Linked DNA regions of Sus scrofa: region 1 is linked to region 2. Evidence: chromatin contacts called from public Hi-C data. All regions are on one chromosome and are shown on one strand. Each heading gives the region's core, a stretch centred on a gene start, on an enhancer-like site or on the middle of the called end of the contact. The rest is flanking DNA. Distances are from core to core; before and after follow the strand shown. Region 1 has its middle 37 kb from the start of CTSV. Region 2 holds the start of CTSV (cathepsin V).

Region 1 (7,787 bases), core at 4,922-7,421, 35 kb before region 2:
ACATTCTATGAGGCCACCATCACCCTCATTCCAAAACCAGGCAGAGATACCACCAAAAAAGAAAACTATCGCCCAATATCATTGATGAATATAGATGCAAAAATTCTCAACAAAATCTTAGCCAACCGAATCCAACAACATATCAAAAAAATTATACACCATGACCAGGTTGGGTTCATCCCAGGTTCACAAGGATAGTTCAACATACGCAAATCAATCAGCATCATACACCACATTAACAAAACAAAAGTCAAAAATCGTATGATCATCTCAATAGACGCAGAAAAAGCATTTGACAAAGTTCAACATCCATTCATGATTAAGACCCTCGCCAAAGTGGGTATAGAGGGAACATTCCTGAATATCATCAAAGCCATTTATGATAAACCCACAGCAAATATAATCCTCAATGGGGAAAAACTGAAAGCCTTCTCACTCCAATCTGGAACAAGACAGGGATGCCCACTCTCACCACTGCTCTTCAACATCGTTTTGGAAGTCTTAGCCACAGCAATTAGACAAACAAAAGAAATCAAAGGCATCCATATAGGAAGAGAAGAGATCAAACTGTCACTGTATGCAGATGACATGATTCTATACCTAGAAAACCCTAAGGACTCAACCCCAAAACTCCTTGAACTGATTAATAAATTCAGCAAAGTGGCAGGATATAAGATTAACATTCAGAAGTCAGTTGCATTTCTGTATACCAGCAATGAAACATTAGAAAAGGAATACAAAAATACGATACCTTTTAAAATTGTACCACACAAAATCAAATACCTCAGAATACACCTGACCAAAGAAGTAAAGGACCTATATGCCGAGAACTATAAAACCTTAATCAAAGAAATCAAAGAAGATGTAAAGAAATGGAAAGATATTCCATGTTCCTGGACTGGAAAAATCAATATTGTGAAAATGGCCATACTACCCAAAGCAATCTACAGATTCAATGCGATCCCTATCAAATTACCCATGACATTTTTCACAGAACTAGAACAAACAATCCAAACATTTATATGGAACAACAAAAGACCCAGAATCGCCAAAGCAATCCTGAGAAACAAAAACCAAGCAGGAGGCATCACTCTCCCAGACTTCAAGAAATACTACAAAGCCACAGTCATCAAAACAGTGTGGTACTGGTATCAAAACAGACAGACAGACCAATGGAACAGAATAGAGAATCCGGAAATTAACCCTGACACCTATGGTCAATTAATCTTTGACAAGGGAGGCAAGAACATAAAATGGGAAAAGGAAAGTCTATTCAGCAAGCATTGCTGGGAAACCTGGACAGCTGCATGCAAAGCAATGAAACTAGAACACACCCTCACACCATGCACAAAAATAAACTCCAAATGGCTGAAAGACTTAAATATACGACAGGACACCATCAAACTCCTAGAAGAAAACATAGGCAAAACACTCTCTGACATCAACATCATGAATATTTTCTCAGGTCAGTCTCCCAAAGCAATAGAAATTAGAGCAAAAATAAACCCATGGGACCTCATCAAACTGAAAAGCTTTTGCACAGCAAAGGAAACCCAAAAGAAAACAAAAAGACAACTTACAGAATGGGAGAAAATAGTTTCAAATGATGCAACTGACAAGGGCTTAATCTCTAGAATATATAAGCAACTTATACAACTCAACAGCAAAAAAACCAATCAATCAATGGAAAAATGGGCAAAAGACCTGAATAGACATTTCTCCAAAGAACATACACAGATGGCCAGCAAACACATGAAAAAATGCTCAACATCGCTGATTATAAGAGAAATGCAAATCAAAACTACCATGAGATACCACCTCACACCAGTCAGAATGGCCCTCATTAATAAATCCACAAATAACAAGTGCTGGAGGGGCTGTGGAGAAAAGGGAACCCTCCTGCACTGCTGGTGGGAATGGAAACTGGTACAGCCACTATGGAGAACAGTTTGGAGATACCTTAGAAATCTATACATAGAACTTCCATATGACCCTGCAATCCCACTCTTGGGCATCTATCCGGACAAAGCTCTACTTAAAAGAGACACATGCAGCCGCATGTTCATTGCAGCACTATTCACAATAGCCAGGACATGGAAACAATCCAAATGTCCATCGACAGAGGATTGGATTCAGAAGATGTGGTATATATACACAATGGAATACTACTCAGCCATAAAAAAGGATGACATAATGCCATTTGCAGCAACATGGATGGAACTAGAGAATCTCATACTGAGTGAAATGAGCCAGAAAGACAAAGACAAATACCATATGATATCACTTATAACTGGAATCTAATATCCAGCACAAATGAACATCTCCTCAGAAAAGAAATCATGGACTTGGAGAAGAGACTTGTGGTTGCCTGATGGGAGGGGGAGGGAGTGGGAGGGATCGGGAGCTTGGGCTTATCAGACACAACTTAGAATAGATTTACAAGGAGATCCTGCTGAATAGCATTGAGAACTATGTCTAGATACTCATGGTGCAACAGAAGAAATGGTGGGGGAAAAACTGTAATTGTAATGTATACATGTAAGGATAACCTGACCCCCTTGCTGTACAGTGGGAAAATAAAATAAAAAAAAATAAATAAATAAAGCCACTATAAATAGGCTTCCTGTAATCATTTCCTATACACCAATGGCTTATACACCTGTACACTCTCTAGGGCACACAAATCCTCACTCAAAGTCCTCTGTTAAAGTAATGGGGAATTAAGGAAGAGATACATGTAAGCCCTACAGAGAATACTCAGAAGCACCCTTATATTTTCAGCGACAAGGTGGCCCTCTGCAAGTCTGGAAGTGAGGTCCCCTAGGAACCAAGACTGATGACTTCTTGATCATGGACTTCCAATCTCCAGACTTATTATGAGATAAAACATTTCTGTTGTTTAAGCTGCCCAGTCTGTGGTATTTTGTTTTAGCTGTCTGAGTACTTATACATTCATAAAAGAAAAAAATGGAAAAAATTATTTAAAAATTGATTAATCGAAAACCTCTGCTCTTTGAAAACTATTGTTAAGAATATAAAAAAGGAGTTCCCGTCATGGCTCAGTGGTTAATGAATCTGACTAGGAACCATGAGGTTGCAGGTTTGATCCCTGGCCTTGCTCAGTGGGTTAAGAATCCGGCATTGATATGACCCTGCAATCCCACTCTTGGGCATATATCCGGACAAAACTCTACTTAAAGGAGACACATGCACCCGCATGTTCATTGCAGCACTATTCACAATAGCCAGGACATGGAAACCACCCAAATGTCCATCGACAGACAATTGGATTAGGAAGATGTCATATATATACACAATGGAATACTACTCAGCCATAAAAAAGAACGATATAATACCATTTATAGAAACATGGGTGGAACTAGAGAATCTCATACTGAGTGAAATAAGCCAGAAAGACAAAGACAAATACCATATGATTTCACTTATAACTGGAATCTAATATCCAGCACAAATGAACATCTCCTCAGAAAAGAAAATCATGGACTTGGAGAATAGACTTGTGGCTGCCGGACAGGAGAGGGAGAGAGTGGGGGGGATCGGGAGGGAGTGGGGGCGATCAGGAGCTTGGGGTTATCAGATACAACTTAGAATAGATTTACAAGGAGATCCTGCTGAATAGCATTGAGAACTATGTCTAGATACTCATGGTGCAACAGAACAAAGGGTGGGAAAAAAAATGTATACATGTAAGTGTATCTTGGCCCCCATGTTGTACAGTGGAAAAATAATTAAAGAAATTAAAAAAAAAAAAAAAAAGAATCCAGCATTGCTGTGAGCTGTGGTTCTGGTTGCAGACGCGGCTCGGATCTGGTGTTGCTGTGGCTGTGGTGTAGGCTGGCAGCTGTAGCTTCGATTCGACCCCCTAGCCTGGGAACTTCCACAGTTCGGATCCCGAGTTGCTGTGGCTGTGGTGTAGGCTGGCAGCTGTAACTTCGATTCGACCCCCTAGCCTGGGAAACAAAACAAAACAAAATGAAACAAAACAACTAAAATGAAATACTATTACAAACCTAAAATAATGGCTCCAACTAAAAAGCCTGATATTGTTAAATGCTGATAAAGATGTAGAATAACTAGAACCCTCACACATTGCTGACAGGATTGCAAAATGGGACAGCCACTTTGAAAAAGTTTGATTAAAAAAAAAAAAAAACAACAGTTTGACAGTTTCCTGTGATGTAAGACATACAATTATTATGTGACCCAGCAAGTCTTCACGGTTCTTCGTATTAACCTGAGACTGAAGACATATGTTCACACAGAGAAACCTGTATGTGACTATTTACAGCTGGAAATTACCCAAATATGCATTCGATTGGTGAATGGATAAATAAACTGAGGAACAGCCATACAAGAGGTATGACTACACATCAATAAAAAGGAACAAGCTACTGAAACGTGGACCTGAGATGGAGTGAATGGCATTGTCTTTGACTTCGAAATCTGTCACAGGTAATTGCCCCAGACAATTCACTGACACTCTCAGGTCTAGTTTTTTGAAGTTTTAAATGAGTTAGAGGGAGGTGGCCATAGAAATCCTTCCTGGAACCATCACTGCCATACTCTGTGAAGTCAGAACATCACTAGGGCCACCTCTGTGACAGCTGCATCTGTAAAGAATAGGGCCATTTGGGGGAAAGCGGAGACAGAATTTCCTCTCTCTGCCTGGTCATCCCAGACACATGGACCTCGCCCTCACAAGCTCTCCATCAAAGTAGCCTTTCCTAAGGAGTCTGCCCCTGGGCCACTCCAGCCCAGCTTGCTCTTTTCAAGGCTAATCCAAACTCCCAGCTGTCACACCACGTGGTGGCTTCTGAATGTGGTGGCATAACCAATTTTGGCTCATTCTTGGCAGAAGGATCAAGAAGCAGTTCCTGATCCTGTGCAGACCTGCTCCTGCCTGAGCTCTTCTGCCTCTGCTCTGTAGCTTCAAAGAGAGGTCTAAGGTCAGGGGGTGCTTTCTTACAGGGAAGACTCTTTTTACCACAGTCCCCCTGCTTCCTACCATAGTCCGCCTGCTTCCTACTTCACAAGAGCTGCTTTGCTCTAAAATGAATTTCCCAGGAGCTGGATCTGGGCCTGGGCAACTTATTTTAAGGTCACAAAGCTGATCCTCTTGGAATTCACTATAATGCTGGACTGGAAACAGCCTGCAGTGCATGAGGGTCTGGGAGGCTCTGTCTGACTCAAGGGATCCGAGGAGACAACAGAAATCCAAAATACATTTGACACATGGTAGGAGTCCATCTGCTTCCCCTTCCTATTATATCCCTGGAGATTTGGAGACAGGCTATTCTGTTAAGTGCTATGAAGGCTGCAATGCTGATTTTTGGCAGGTGTGATTTTAGACAAAACCTGACACTGGAAGTCAAGCACACTAGCCCTTGAATCCAGACCCCTCATTGTTAGCTCGCGACCGGAACTATCACTCCACCAAGTTGAGCCTCGATTATTTGTAATACAGATGGTTATATGGGCCTCACAGAATGGTTGTTAAGGTTGATACATAAGATATTCAATGAAAACACACTAGCAGTCGTCACAGCAGGGCTTAGAACCCTGCACCAGCCAATTTGATTTATGGGGGATGACTTATCGGAGTTTTAATACAATGCTATGAAGCGGTCATCAATATCCCTACTGACAGATGTGAAACCCGTCTCTAACCCGGTTCATTCTGTCGCCCCTGCTTACAGGTAACACAGCTGGAATTTACCCAGGGTCTTTCTGGCTCCAGAGCGCAGGCTCCACCGCGGACGCATCCCTGCACTCTCTGGCGCGCTCACCTCCTGTATTGTAAACAAACAAGCACTCCACCCCCACCCCACACCCAGCAACCTGCTGGGACTTTTCTCACTCCGGCAACTGGTGGGACCCGGCCACACGATCCTCACAAAACCTGGCCGGTACTAAGCACTTGTTCCCACTCCTGATAAGGGCTCAGCCGCAGCTGCACCCCGTAGTTCAACACCGGGGGCGGGGTGGGGGTGGGGTTGGGACTTCGTGCTCCCGTCCTCTGGGTCAAAAGCCCACTCCTGAAAGTTCCTAGGCTGCGCAGAGCCCCTGCCCCCAGCAATCCAGCCTACTTGAGCACAAGCATCAGACACCAAACATCCGCCAGAACAGAGACAGCGGGGGGCGGGGGGCGGGGACAACGACGCAGGAGGGCCTGCACATGCGCAAATGTGGCCTAGATGCTTCCCAGAGGGTTGCCCTGTGAGCAGCCGGATGCAAACTCCATTTCCCCTAAACCTCTGTGTCTCTCCTCTTCCTCCTCCCCTTCGTTTTTCTCGTCCTCTCCCCTCCCTCCCCCTCTTTTTTTCTTCATCCACCTCCTCTCCCTTCTCCTTGCCTTTCCTCTTCTATTTTTCTTTTTTTTTTTTGTATTTTTAGGGCTGCACCCATGGCATATGGAGGTTCCCGGGCGAGGGGTCAAATCGAAGCCACAGCCTAGGCTGTGTGCCAGATCCGAGCCGCTTTGTGACTTAAACCACAGCCCACCTGGCAACGCCAGATCGAAAGCCACTGAGCAAAGTCAGGGGTGGAACCCGCCTAGTTGCGTTCACTACTGCTGAGCCACGATGGGAACTCCTGCAGCATTTCGTCTTGATTAGACAGTTGGAAGATGTTCTCTTCTGCCCAGGTTCTCTCAGTGCCCTCAGGGACTGTGGCAAATTTGAACTTTACCTCCAAATACTGCAATGAGTGGTCCTCCATCACATCGCCATGGTGAAAACAAAGATGTTGGGAACAATTTGGGGAATTTCAGTTCGGACTGGCACTGGGAAATTTGAATTTGGACTGGCCATTAGGAATTGAACATATCAATAATATCGATGAATATTAGTTACTCAGTGGATATATGGAATTGTGTTGGAAAAGGAGTTGATTTTGTAAAGACAGGCGTAATGACAAGTTTAGCACTGAAGTCGTCTTTGTTAGTTTATTTTACAAAATTTCAGCAAACATGACAAAACTAAACTAAAGCAAACATAGCAAAAGGTTAGGTTTCTTTTTTCTTTTTTTTCTTTTTTGGCCGCCCACGGCATATGGAGCTCCTGGGCCAGGCATCAGATCCCAGCCACAGTCTCAACCTAAGCCGCAGCTGTGGCAGCAGAGAATCTTTAAGCCCAAGTGCTGGTCTGAGGACTGAATGCATCAGACTGCTCCCAAGATGCTGAGAGGAGCGCCACAGCGGGAGCTCCAAAAGGTTAGGTTTCTTAAGTCAAGGGCATGGCTACTTTATCATTATGTACTTTTCTGTTGTGGAGAAAAATTAATCAATAGCCTATTTAAAGGGGAAATAGAGAATCTTATTGAAGCCTACCTGAGAATTATAGCCCTGGAGATAGTCTTTCAGAAAACTCTGAGGAGTATTCCACCTATTAAAGTCAAAGATAGTCATACATTTTGAGACAAAGGATGGTAGTCAAAATGACAAACATTTTACATAAAGTTTGCTGAAGATACACAGTCCAGATCTGCATATACTAGGGAGGGGTAGGTCACCACAACCCCTTACAGGATTAGGAAAGGAAAAATTAATCTTCTAAGGAGTTATGTTGCTGGTGTCAGAAGAAGAAAAAAATTGATTTGTGGTGGAGAAGGCATTTCCACCTTTGAGGAGGTCTGGTTAATGTATAATGTAGACACACACTGCACACTCAATAGGGGCGGGGAATATGTTATACCTAAATTTTCCTGCGCTACTTTAAAACATATGTTTTATTCCATAACTATGTTTTTCCTGTTTTGTAACACAAAGA
Region 2 (6,836 bases), core at 211-2,710:
AAAAAGCTAACCTCCAGAAATACTCTCTGGCTACAAACTCCAAAAGCATGAACTATTCTCGGTGGGCTCCCTTTTACATGTTACCAACCATGCCATAGAGTCTCCCGTGTGTTGCCTTCCACTTGTACCAGTCTGCATCTAAATTTTGATCAAGTTTTGGAGCAGCTGAGGCTATTCCCAAGCAAAGGGCGGTCAGGAAGAGTGAAGGTTTCATGTTTCAAAAACCTAGGGAAGGAAAAGAAATTAGTATTTGATGAGATCAATCCTTTAAAAAAGCTGTCCTACTTTCTCTTGAGATATTATAGAGCCACTATGTTGGAGTAAAACATTTAAATGATCTTCTCAAATATTTATGGAAGGTCTGTGGAAGAAGGCTAAGGATATCAGGGGAGAATAACCAGGTCCAAGACTTACAAAGTATAGGTATTTAATTCTGCCATCAAAAGGAAAAATTGGCTAACAAATGCTATAGGAACTGAAAGAGACTTCACTATGAGTACAACGATAATTTTTAGGTTTTGATAAGGGTTTCTGGTGTACCTTATGGGTCGGAATTTTAAGGTAAAAACTAAGAAATCATTGATCCATGTTATTTACTGAAGGTACCAAGGTGACCCAGGAATTTTATTTATTAGGATGCCTGATCCTAAGTAGGGGCCTGGTCCCCAAGAGTTTCCTCCGAACTCACGTAAGGCAGGGGTGAGATATGCCATTGAATCTGCTCTATTTTATTTGAAACCTTTTTTGGAAGGCCTTCCCAGTCTCCTCCCTTCCCAGGAGAATGCGGGCAGAGAATGTGCCCAGCGCTCCACCGTGCCTATCCTTGTCGTATGTAGCCCCCACCCCCTCCCTCGCCCCCAAACCCAGCGATCCTGTGGCAGACGGAACTCAGAGCACCCAGTATGGCCCGTCGGAACAGGGCCAGACTCACCCGGGGCTCAGAGAACCCGGCTGAGCCCGCAAGCCTGCTACAGGAGGGGCCAGGCCAGAGGCGTGCCGCCCTGCTCCCAGCCCTCCGCACACGCCCGCCACTTCCAGAAAATGTTTACTCATACAGGGAGCGACGGGCCCTACAGCCCAGCATTCGGGGGGGCGGGGGGGACAGACTGCCGCGACCAACACAGACTTGCGCCCATCTCCTCCCCGAGGCTGACCGGCCTAGGGACCCTCGGGTGGTCTCAGCTCCGCCCTGGATTTCCCCAAATCGCCCTTCCCCCTTCCCCACCCCAAGGCTGCCAAAGCTCGAGGCAGCGCCGACCCAGCCTCATCAACTTGAGGCGGGCAGACGATGGCGTTCCCGGGAGTCGCGCCTGCCCCCTCTCCGGAATCCCTGGATAGCCCCTCCTCCAGTCCCGGTTCTGTACCCGCCTCGGCCCCGAACTGGGTCGCTGACCTGCGGCTTCCACCGCTACGCAGGCGCACTCCACGGACGTACGTATCTCTCCTAAGTTGGCGGTGGCTCGAGGTTCTGGCCGGGTCGCGCCTGACTCAGCCTTTAAGACCCGGGGTTGCGGCCCGCCCGGCCCCGCCCCCACCGCCTGCCTGCGCCGCGATTGGCTGATCTGGCAAGTAGGCGGGGCCTCCGGGAGTGAGTACTCCCGGCGCGTGACGCCGCCGTGTCCCAACCTGTTCCAGGGGAGGCCTGGCTGCGTGCCTTTTGTCCTGAACCGAAGAGTAGAGCTGGGGGCCTCTGGGCAGCGCTGAGGAGTCGGTGGGGGTGTGTGTGTGTGGGGGGGGGCGGGGGGGATGTCCAGCGCCTCCCTAGGGATCCAGATCAACTAATTACCTCGAATTTGGCGCTCGTTCACGAAAAGACGCTTAAGAGGAACCCCCAAGTGGACTTTGAGCGTAACCCTGCGCTTCCTTTAGTCTTACAGTTTGGGGTGAAAATCTGCGGCGGGGCTGAGAACTGTCTAGTCTAGGGATTGCCGCTTCACAGCACAGGTGGGGCGGGGCGGAGGGGTGCTGAGCCCGCGGGATTGAGGAGAATCCAAGCGGAATTACAGTGTTTTAAAACACAAGAACGCGTTGATCGTGGCCCAAATCCCAGGAGGAGGGAAAGGGGACCTTCGCAGGGAAGTCGTGGCATTTTGCAATGCCCTGTTCCTGTCCTCCCCAGTGGGGGATTCTTCTCGCCTTTCAGTCCTTTCTCAAAACCAACAAAAACGAGTTATTTCCAGGAAAATTTGGCTTAATAAAAAGGGGAGACGAGTGTTTGAGAAAGGGCATAAACCGCATTTCTTCCCTCTGTATTTTGGATCATTAAGTCTTCCTTAGTATCCAAAGTGCTTCTCTTGAGATACAGGAAAGGTACATTTTTTTTTTTTTTAAAGTAGTTTAGTCACATTTAATGTCAGGGTTTAGATTTAACTGGCTTGAAGACATCTTTTAGATGGAGGAAAAACTAGAGCTAAAGATTTAAGGAGTTTAATCAGGAACTTTACTTTTTAAAGTTATGTAAGAAACATTCGTTATAGAAAATATGTTTTAGAAAATAAACACTCACTTCCCCTCCCCCATTAACTCTGTTCTAGGGATATTTATATAACAAAAAATAGAATCACAGTGCATGTCGATCTGTAAACTCTTAGTTAAAATTAAGTTGATAACTTTTGTAGAGGCACACATGAATAGTCTTTGTAAAAATCAACTTATTAAAATTCATATTTTATCCCCTTTGAAGTAGAATCTCTTTCCTCTCAAACACAACTAGGAGCATGAAATTCTCATGTGGTTACAAAAATACATTGTATTGCATATGGCTGGAGATTTTTTTTTTCTTCTTTTTTTTAGGATTAGTCATTGGCTGTCACACTTGGAAGTAAAGGAAGACCAACCACGTGGGAACAACTTGCTATGAGGAGGGTGAAGAAAAGCTTTATAAGGAAAAAACTGACTTTTCCATAAGCCCTGATTTGAAACTGTTATGAGGGAGCTGGAGGAGGGTTAACTAGAAATGGAACATCTTGTGTGATTGGTTTGGGGAGAATATTTGGATTTCTCTGGTTTGTCCTGCAAATGGAAGCAGAAATAAGAAGTTTGTAGCCATTCAGGAAGTCCTGTTTTGAGTTGGTTGCTGCAGAGATGCCTTTTGTAGGTCAGGGTTCTATTGTCATACAAAGTCTAGCCATTGTCCGTTTGTTTACTCAGTTTATCACAAAAAATCCAAGTTACTCTAGCACGTGGGTTTTACACTTGCCCTGGGTCACACCTCCTGAAGATTGCAGGTGGTGGAAAAACCTGTTATTTCATGAATGTCTGTAACTTGAGCAATAGTCTGACAGGAAACTGTGTGGCTGGTGCTACTTTGAAGAGCGGGAGCCCCTTCGTTTCTTAGAATGTGATACAAATGCAACGGAGGGAAAAGTAGGCTCTTTTTATAACAAATGTGCTCAGAACCTAAAATTAAATCAAATGATGTCTAAATTCAGGAGAAAGCCATTTAACTAAGGGAGTGGATTATTATCTACCTGTTAGATAATGCATTACAGAGATTTGTTATTACCAACTATTGGGTTCCTTTGCTTCTTCTACTCCCATTTCTCTGCAGAGTGAGTTAGATAAATGCTAGTTATTGAAATAGGCACAATTTAGCCAAGTAGACAAGCCTTAGCCTTTGATAAAATGCAGTTGGTAGAATTTAATGATTCCTACTAAAATGCTAAGATGCGGTATCTGTGAAAGTGTATTTTTGTGTGCATCCGTCAGCATTTCTTTTGCTCACTAGTGAAATAGAACATAAATTCTTTATTCCATCTCTGGAAATTTTAAACCATAAGGGAATGAACAAACCTCCCGTGGATGGTATTTAAGACCCTGAATCGGAATTCCTGACGTAGATCAGCGGAAATGAATCTGACTAGCATCGATGAGGATGCAGGTTTGACCCCAGCCTTGCTCAGTGGGTTAAGGATCCAGTGTTGCCATGAGCTGTGGTGTTGTGTTGGTAGCAGACGTGGCTCAGGTCCTGTGTTGCTGTGGCTGTGGTGTAGGCCAGGGACTACAGCTCTAATTCGACCCCTAGCCTGGGAACCTCCATATGGTATGGCCCTAAAAAGACAAAAAAAAAAAAAAAAAAAAAAAGACCCTGAAGCCGCGTAACAATTCCCTCCAATACTGATGGGGAAACTCGGCCTCTGTGCATGGACGCCGAATTGAATCTGGGAGGACAGAGTTTTGAGTGGGGTAGAAAAGAAGAGCTTTATTGCTTTGCCAGGCAAAGAGGGACACAGTGGACGAATGCCCTCAAAACCCTGTGTCCTTAGAGTTCCCTTGTGGTGCAACAGGTTAAGGATCCCGCATTGTCACTGTTGATGCTGGGTTCAAACCCTGGCCCAGGAATTTTCACAAGCTGTGGGCATGGCCAAAACAAACAAACAAACATAACCTGGAGATTTCTGAGGATTCTTACCATCAAGGTTCAAGGGTCAGGGTTGCTGGTAAGGATCAGGCCTGCTTTCCTTCAATCTAGAGATCATCTGACTTTGGGTAGTCTTCTGATGGGCTCCTGTGGTTTCTGGAGGTTATCAAATTGTGACTTTCTCTCTGGAATGAAGAAAGCTTCATCAAATAGCTAATGTCTTCCATTCATTGGGGGTTTTAGTTCTGCAGAAGAGCTCAAAGATATTGTTATGTGTATCCCTTCAGGAGGAACCAGGATCCTGCTCCAAGATTGCACCATGTTTCTTTCTTTTTTTTCTGGCCACACCTTCCGCATGGATTTTTCTCAGGCAGGGATGTAATCTGAGCTGCAGCTCCACTTATGCCACAGCTTCGGCAATGCTGGATCTTTAGTCCAACTGCACAAGGCTGGGGATTGAACCCACTGCTGCAGAGATAATGCCAGATTCTTAACCTGCCGCACCAAAATGGGAACTCCCAGCATCATTGTTTCTTGTCTGTTTCTCCCTTGTCTCCTCATCCCCTCTCTTCCCTGATGAGCAGCTGTTTGCATCTGCCCTTTTGGAACTCAGGGAAGGCTGAATGAAGCTTATTTCCTACAAACAAGAAATGGGGGACACAGAAAGGCTTTTGTGTCCAGGAGCCCCACAGGACAATGGGGCTCCTGTTTAAATGTATCAACCCCCTCCACTGTGTTCCTGTGAAACCACTTGTGAAATAACTTATTTTCCCAAGCTACTGTAATCTTCTTTTTCCTATAGGGTTAAACAGTCAGCCAATTTGTTAAGTGAGTAAATCAATCCACAGGAATTAATTAAACTCTTAGCTTTGTGCTCATTGACTGCTCCTGGTGTAGTCTGTGCATTTACTTAGACTCATTCTACATGTAATTTTACTGGCAGATTTTCTGAAGCTTTCCAGTTTTTACTCAGGGCTTAACTAGAGTAATCTTGATTTTACACCATATGAGCACAGTCATGATTGGTATATTTATGTAAGTTCGATATATTTATATGGCAAAGCATATTGGTGCAGTAGGTAACATAGGAGCTGACTTTGAAGGATAAGGGTATAATCCACAAAATTTCCTTTGGATGCCAGAGGAGCTCTTCCTCAAATCTGAAAAAGTCTTTTCATGAAATAACATGTATTAGTTTCTCATGGCTGCTGTAACAAACTCCCACAAACTTGATGACTTAAAGCATTGAGGATTTCTTTTCTTTTCTTTCTTTTTTTTTTTTTTTTTTGGTCTTTTTTTGCCATTTCTTGGGCTGCTCCCGCAGCATATGGAGGTTCCCAGGCTAGGGGGTCTAATCGGAGCTGTAGCTGCCAGCCTACGCCAGAGCCACAGCAACATAGGATCCTAGCCGCGTCTGCAACCTACACCACAGCTCACGGCAATGCTGGATTGTTAACCCACTGAGAAAGGGCAGAGATCGAACCTGCCACCTCATGGTTCCTAGTCAGATTCGTTAACCACTGCGCCACGACGGGATCTGACAGGAACTCCGGATTTATTTTCTTATGGAAGTCAGATGTTCAAAATCAGTGTCATCAGGGCTGAAAACCAGGGTTTGTAGGGTGGTACTCTCTCCAGAGGTTCTAGGGGAGAACCTGTCCCTCTCCTTGTCTAGTTTCTGGGGGCTCCAGGTCCTCCTTGGTTTGGGGCTGCATCACTCTCATCTCTGCTCCGTGGTCATATTGCCTTCCCCTCTTCAGTCTATGGAAGATTTCTCCTCTCTTTATAAGAACACTTGGGCATTTAGGGCCCACCCAGATAATGCAGGGTAATCGCTCTTCAAAATTCTTCATCATATTTGGAGTTCCTGTTGTGGTGCAGCAGAAACGAATCCGACTAGGAACCGTGAGGTTGTGGGTTCGATCCCTGGCCTCGCTCAGTGGGTTAAGGATCCTGTGTTGCCAGGGGCTGTGGTGTAGGTCGCATACACGGCTTGGATCTGGCATTGCTGTGGCTGTGGCGAAGACCAGCGGCTACAGCTCCGATTAGACCCCCTAGCCTGCGAACCTCCATATACTGCAGGTGTGGCCCTAAAACGACGAAAGACAAAAACAAAAACAAAAACAAATTCTCGGTTGTATTTACAGAATCTTTACAATATAAAGTAACACAGGTTCCAAGAATTAAGACCTGATATATTTGGGGGCCATTACGGAGCCTACTATACATGGTATACATAAGAACCTGTTCCTTGGCAAGGTCCATCCAAACTTGTGTTTAATGTATCCTTGGGCTGGCTTCACTAGGACAGCCAGACTCTAAACTCTCTGTGATCTTCCCAGTCTCTAACTTCTTTGCTAATGTGCCTGATTACAGACAGCAGTTCCTGCCTTGACTCTCCTGTTAGTGCACAGTTCTTTAGGTTTCAAGCTTCCCACACAGCAGTTTTTATTACCTCCCCTTCCCCCTTATTCTT

The links. Hi-C and Micro-C count contacts between places; a contact is called where the count stands out from the background.
Region 1: a contact with region 2 is called in a Hi-C map of skeletal muscle, with 2.2 times the contacts expected there. The contact joins the enhancer-like site here to the promoter of CTSV in region 2. A contact is called at or near these places in 1 of 5 promoter capture datasets (fetal liver), 3 of 47 Hi-C or Micro-C datasets (embryonic fibroblasts, epiblast stem cells and skeletal muscle) and 1 of 2 datasets of contacts at active chromatin or transcription factors (skeletal muscle).

What each region holds. Positions count from the first base shown.
Region 1 is chr10:25,235,410-25,243,196 of Sscrofa11.1, reverse strand. No RefSeq gene overlaps it. Among named protein-coding and RNA genes, the nearest start is that of CTSV, 37 kb to the right of the region's middle. Within about 2 kb of position 6,171, at least 24 of the 83 cell types and tissues checked have an H3K27ac peak or open chromatin away from gene starts, as enhancers often do. A contact at or near this core is called in fetal liver and skeletal muscle, where this site is marked.
Region 2 is chr10:25,197,021-25,203,856 of Sscrofa11.1, reverse strand. CTSV (cathepsin V) reads right to left here and starts at 1,460. Exons shown (of 8, transcript NM_213892.1): 1 at 1,394-1,460; 2 at 89-225. The coding sequence starts at 214.